Linked DNA regions of Columba livia: region 2 is linked to region 1. The links are chromatin contacts, called in public Hi-C maps. All regions are on one chromosome and are shown on one strand. The core of a region is the stretch at or near the end of the contact, and the rest is flanking DNA. Distances in the headings are between cores, read along the strand shown.

Region 1 (3,320 bases), core at 272-2,771:
GATGGGGGCATTATCATTCACGTCCACGACCTGCACCGACACCATGCCACTGGAGTTGATCAAGGGTGGTCTGCCCCCATCCTGGGCTTTGATCCGGAGCGTGTACTCCCGAATAGTCTCATAATCCAGAGGGTTGATCAGGTCGATGGCGCCAGAGAAAGAGTGGATATAGAACTGGCCTTTCAGGTTGCCACTCACAATGCTGTAGTGCACCTGGGCATTGCTGCCCCGGTCCCGATCTGTGGCCTGCACTTGCATTATCTGGCTGTTCACTGGGGCATCCTCTGGCACCTGGACCAGGTAGCGTTTCTCACTGAACTGAGGGTAGTTGTCATTCTCGTCTTCTACAGTGATGTGCACCATAGCCGTAGCACTCCGTGGGCCCGGATCCTTGCCCTGGTCATTGGCTTCCACCACCAGGTGATACTCAGAGACCTCCTCGCGGTCCACTGGGGCTCGGGTCCTCACAACCCCGGAACGCGGGTCGATCTCAAAAACCCCATCACCAGCTCCTGGCTCCAGCAGGCGGTAAAGCATGTTGGCATTGGCTGGGGCATCGCCGTCAGTGGCGCGAATGGTCAGCACCTCATAACCCACCTCTAGGTTCTCCCGGATGCTCTCCCGGTACTCGGGCTGCTCAAACACCGGCTCGTGGTCGTTGGTGTCACTCACGGTCACTGTCAGGTAGGTGGTGGCCGAGCGGCGGCGTGGGGAGCCGTGGTCGGAGGCTGTCACCTTTAGCACGTGGGTGTCCTTCGTCTCCCGGTCAAGGCTGCGAGCGGTGACCACGCTGCCCGTCTCAGCATCGATGGAGAAGTAGTCGTTGGAGCGCTCGTCAAAGAGCGCCTCCATGGAGTACGCCAGCCGGCCGGCCTCCCCCTCGTCGGGGTCCTGGGCGCGCAGCACGATGACCGCCGTGCCGGCCGGCTCGTTCTCGGGGATGGAGACCTGGTAGCTGGGCAGCTGGAACTGCGGTGGGCTGTTGAGGCTCCGCGCCCGCCGCGCTCCGCGCCGCCCGCCGCGCTCTTCCCCCGGCGGCGGGGCGCAGCCGGCGGCGGCTCCGCGGGGCTCGGGGGCCGCCCGCTGCCGGGCGCGCCGCTGGCAGGGACCGGGACCGCGGGGCCCGGCGGGCGCAGCGCGGCGAAGCGCGGCTCCCACCGCCCTCAGGCGCCCCGCGGGCGGCACAGCCGGCGGCTCATTGGCGGCAGCGCGGCGCCCCGCGGCCCCCGGGGGCAGGTGGAGGAGCGGGGCGGCGCGGGGCGGCCGCAGCTCGCCGCCGCCCGCCGGCGCCAGGGCACAGAGCAGCGCGGCCCAGGACAAGCAGGCGGCGGCGGACAGCCGCAGCATCTCCGGGGCTCAGCGGGCAGCGATGCCGGGCAGAGGGCTGCCGCACAATCCATCCACCCGCCGGGCTGCCCGCCCGCCCTCATCCATCAGCCGCCGGCTCGGCCCCCCCCGCCGCCCTCGCCGCCCGGGCGCTCCCGGCCCAGAGCCCAGCGCCCCGTTCCCGGGCAGCGGGCTGTAGAGCTCCAACTTTTCCACCTTAAACTTTGAAGTGAGTTCAAAATGGCTCCTCTCCTCCTCCTCCCACTGCCGCTCCCGAGAGGGTGATTAGCATAAACCTGCTGCTCGTCTCCTTCAAAAAAAAAAAAGGAAAAAGAGGGGGAATTAAATACCGAAGTCCCCCTGCGACGGGGCTGACCCACGGGTAGCGCGGTCCCGCGTGGCTGCGCGACCCGGCGGACGCACCCCGTCCAGTCCTTTCCTATCCCGTCCCTGCCGTCCCGTCTCGTCCCGTCCCGCTCCGCTCCGTTCCGCACGGGCTGAGCGGCGCAGACTGCGCGGCGGGCGCTGCCCGGGGCGGGGTTTCCTGCCGGCCCCGCCCGGCCCCTCCCGGGCGGCGGCGGCGGCGGGGCCGGGCCGGGGCCGGCCCCTGGGCGCTCCCACCCCGTCGCCCGGCGCCTCTCGGCGGCCGGTCCTGGCCCCGCGGCCCGGTAGCCGGCAGAGCGGGCCGCCCCGGCGGGGGCTGCGCTGGCTGGGGCCGCACGGGCGGCTGGCGGAGCGGGAACCGCCGGGACGGCCCCGCTACCCCCGCCAGAACCGGCGCTCCGAGGGGCGGCGGGAAGGGGCTGCCCTGCGGCTGCAGCCGCTTCCCCCGGCGTAGCCACCTGTCGTCTCGGGTCCGTCGTTCAGAACTCAGTTAAACGGAATTTGAATTTATTTATTTTTATTCTCCCTGGGGAAGGGGGAGGGGAAGTAATATTACGTTTTCAGGGCAGAATAGGCATCATCTGCCTGACTTAGGGACTGCCGCGAACCCCGGTGGTAGGTTTTGCTGACAGGCTCTTTTCTCTGAACTGTGCCGAACAGCAGGTAGGATCTGGAGCCTTGAACTAGAGTTTTCTTTGGAGCAATTGCAAATAATTATATATGAGATGCAAACTTAGGTAGTTTGTGGGAAGAAGCAAAGCCAAACCCCGCATGTAAATGTTACAGTGGTGATTATATTGTCAATTCTATGAATTTATGCTAAAGAGTTTCTGTCGTTTTACTTTTTTTGTGGGTAACGCTGGCGTTGCAGCGGTGCGCCCGGGCTGAGCCTCCATCCCTGCGGCTGCAGTGGCCTCTGCTGGGAGCGGCGGGAAAGGCTGGGAGCAGCCCGGCTGTAAAACCCGCCGCGGGGACCCGCCGCTGGGCACATCGCACCGCCGGGACAACACCGCGCTGACCGCACAGCGACCTTGCCAACAAGAGCTTCACGTACCGCGAAGAGCTGGGGGGCGAGCGCTGAGCCGCCACGGGTTGTAACCGGGGTTTCGCAAAACGCCGTGCCCTGGATGAGCTGGAAGCCAACTTCCAGAGCACTCTGGTACTGTCACTTCAGGCTCTTCAGCACTTACAGGGAGCCTGTGAAAAACAAACAAACAAAAAACACAACCCAACCAACCAAAAAACCCCCCAACGGATTCTTTCAACTCCTGTCACCCCCAGAACTGCGTTATTGCAAGGGGCGGGGAAGCTTTATAAATTGCAGTTTTGGAAGATGTAGCTGATTCAGCCTGACTCAATTAGGCGGATTTTTTAATTTTGTTTTTAAATGGAATTTAGAAGCTTAGTTGGCTTCTGATCCTCCGACAAAAATAATAGTTCATGAAAAGGAAGAGGAAGAAATAGGTTAAAAAAAAATTAAATATAACCTCCCCTTTATCAAGTTTGAGTGTACGTGGTGATCTGTTTTATACTGCAGAAGTGAAGCAACTCATTCTGTAACTGGTTTAAATCACATTAACTTGGGGTCTGCATATGAAAACTGTAACTGA
Region 2 (3,320 bases), core at 335-2,834, 92 kb before region 1:
AATCCCCCAGAGTGACTTGTACACGTAGGTACCTTGGTGGGTGACAATATTTAACAAGCAGCCCCTGAAGCTTAAGCGGAGAAGCCACCAGCCAGAGAGCCCTTCCCCACTGGGACTTACATGAGGGAGACGGTGAAGTGGAATCGCTGCCGCAGCCCCTTGAAGGTGATGAAGGACTGCGGGGGGAAGCTCCTGGTGGTCATCTCGCAGTACGGCCGCTCGTATTCGCCCGGCGGACACTCACACTTGAAGCCGCCGATCAGCAGGTTCACGCAGGTTCCTCCGTTCTTGCACACCCCTGGAGCGCAGCGGCCGGAGCGCGCGTTCACCTCGCAGTACTCTCCTGCAAGGGGACAAGCAGACGTCAGGGACACTTCACCCCAGCAGCAAGCTGTGATGCTCAGAGTGGTTCTGCTAAAGGTTAAGCTACTTCCAAAGTTCTGCACCTGACCCGCTCTGCAATCAAGGCACAAGCCTGTAATTGCAGGGGGTAAGGGTGCTGCATCATCTTTCAAGTCTGAATTTTCAGGGGAGTGCGGGATATGATCTGCTGAGCAATCCTCTTGCAAATACCCAACAACGCTGGCCCCAGTTTTCAGATTCCTTGGCTGCTGCCAGACAGATCTATATGGGAGGAGGTAACATCAACAGCTAAAAACTTACACACTCTCTGTCAACCAAAATACGTGTAAATTGTTCTGGCATTTCACTATGGGTTGGAAATTGTGTCAACAGATAAGTGTTTGCACTTCGCCTCGAGCGGAATTTGGCTTTGCTGCCCGTGGCAGCGGCAGGGCACGGCTGAACTCGTGACAATGGTTGCAAAATGTTTATAGAAAGAATAAGCAGGATACCAATGACATACATACTGCTTCCACCTTTTCCCACGTATCCTGCAGGTGACAGCCATCTTCTGAACTCTTCAGAGACGGGCACAGTAACTCCCCGCAGAAATTACAGATTCTGTGTAAGGGTTGCTGAACCTGTTTTCCCCCCAAATGCTTTGTCTTTATTAACTCAGAAGGCTGTATTAAGGCGCGTTAAATGCAATACTAAAGAATGAGGTGTCTTCCTTTCTATGTACACCATATTTTTTCTTGTGTTTGCCCAAAATCTGAGAGTGAATCACAATTGTAAAATATAACATACAAAAGATATTCACTTCAAAAAATCTGCTGCGGTTGGGACAAAAGCAGCTGCTGAATTAATCATTGTATGGGAAGCTAAACCCTCTATGTGAGTTAATTAGTTAACATTTATGTTTTGGCATGTATCTTCCTAAGGTATAAAGTATGTTCAGATCCTGCATGTAAAACTCTTCAGAGAAACTGAAGATGGCATACATAGTTGAATTTTACCCAGTAATAGTGTCTGACGAGTAAATGCAGAGCAAAACTACTCAGCACAACCGGCTGAAGGAATGAATGTATTTGCAACAGTTTGATATTTGCATGATTACTCACTACCAGATTATACAATCACATTAATTCAAGCACAGTTAAAACCGTGCAAATGCATTCCTGGAGGAAAGTAAAAGCAGCAGGAGCTGTGGGCAGTGACTCACAAAGGCAAATTAAAGCAGAAAGTTTTGCTCCAGTCACTGCCCCCGCAGCCCTGCTCCCGCGGGTTCCCACGCCAAAGCTGCCCGCGCTGCCGCATCCAGACCTGGACGTGCACCTCTGTTTTACACCAGGTCGTATTTTGCAACAGTGTGCAGCTGGTTTAGCCACTGCTCTGGGGGCAGCGATCTCTGAGACAAGGTGAGGTGGACAGCCGAGCCATTTTGGCTCTCCAGCTTTGCTGCCTTTCTCCTCTCACATCAACATCATATGCTTTTCAGGCAGGTACGATTTATGCCAGCAAAATGCAGGAGCAAATACAAGAGTGCTGGGACCATGCTGCCAGCCAAACGCACATCCCATCCAGGTGGGCTCAGCTCCGGAGGACCCACCTCTGGTCCTGCCCCGTGCTCCCCACATGAGCAGAGCCACCATACAACTGCCTCCCGACCAATGCATTTGTCTGTCTCCTGGCAAACAACAGACTGGGGTGTTTCAGTATATTTGAAAGGGATGTGATACAAAGCACAAGGGAGCTGAACACATCTCTCTATAATAATAACTCTTGCAGTTAACAAATTATGAAGTAAATCTTTCCCGTCATCCTAGAGGGAGTGCAATCCAAAACCTCTCAAGTAATAAACCATGTAGCTGAGAGTTCAGCTTCAGGCCTGTGCTTAGAGCTTTTCTGATTCAGCACTGATGTTCCCATATTCTTCACTTCAATGTATTAAGTTGAAATGCCATGAAAACCTTTTGATAAATATCATCCTGTTTCCATTTATTAACTGTAAGTATCAGGCAAGACTATGTGAATACACCTCCCATAGTACTTTAAAATGCTCTACAATGTGTTTCTTTTGTGAGAAATTATATATATCATCCAAGAGCGAAAATTCCCTCAGTGTACTGGATGTGCCAAACAAAGCGTGCACACACACTGGATGCACTAAGAGGACACTACAGAAAACACTTCTTGATGATCCGCTGCACAAGCACAGCCCATCCCCCTTAACACACACATATTGTGTACCAAAACTCTCAAAAAAATGGACAAACACAGTTTCTGAAGAAAGATTAAACACAGGCTTGTTGCTTTAAAAAAAATCATAGGGTATTTTGTGAAATAACTCTCCAGCTCAGAGAGGAATGCAATCTTCAAGGCTTTCTGAAAACAGAATGATATATTTGGCAAAAGCAAATAACGCTCAGGCTTGAATACACAGCAAGAAAAAGGGGCGAGCTAAAAGGAGAGATTCCTGGCACTGTAGCACGCTGTGGAAATGCCATGGCAATACGGAGGTGGAATATAAAAGCCTAAGCTGGAAGCCACTGGTGGTTCTGTATTAATTCTGCAGTAAGAATGTACAGATCACTTGTTTAGATACCTATACAGGCATCCAACTATTTAAGGGAAAAGAACGGTTACAGAAAAGTTGTACTGAATTATGTTTTGACTGCTTTTCATTGTGATACTTAAGTAATTTAAAAGAATGTAGTTCAACTTTAAATAAGATCCTTTGTCCTATATTCATTCAGCTGTAGCATCATTGATGTCCCAGTTACTAAAATTATTCTGAATTCTCTTTAGTTTGTAATGTAAATGAGAACTGCATTTGATGCATATTCTTTCATGTTGAATTTTCATATTTTATGTGTATTTACCAAAATATATGAAAATAGTGGTTTTGAAATCTCTACAGTAACTCCAAGATATCACTGTGCTTCAAAGCACATAGGTCTACTAAGAAGCCTGATAAA

The links. A called contact is a pair of places that touch in the nucleus more often than the background predicts.
Region 2: a contact with region 1 is called in a Hi-C map of liver, with 3 times the contacts expected there. The contact joins the enhancer-like site here to the promoter of CELSR1 in region 1. A contact is called at or near these places in 2 of 2 Hi-C or Micro-C datasets (crop and liver).

The regions. Positions count from the first base shown.
Region 1 is chr1:195,127,962-195,131,281 of bColLiv1.pat.W.v2, reverse strand. CELSR1 (cadherin EGF LAG seven-pass G-type receptor 1) reads right to left here and starts at 1,521. Exons shown (of 35, transcript XM_065048980.1): 1 at 1-1,521. The coding sequence starts at 1,347.
Region 2 is chr1:195,219,860-195,223,179 of bColLiv1.pat.W.v2, reverse strand. CELSR1 (cadherin EGF LAG seven-pass G-type receptor 1) reads right to left here. Exons shown (of 35, transcript XM_065048980.1): 3 at 121-343. Among named protein-coding and RNA genes, the nearest start is that of CELSR1, 92 kb to the right of the region's middle. Within about 2 kb of position 1,584, at least 1 of the 3 cell types and tissues checked has an H3K27ac peak away from gene starts, as active enhancers do.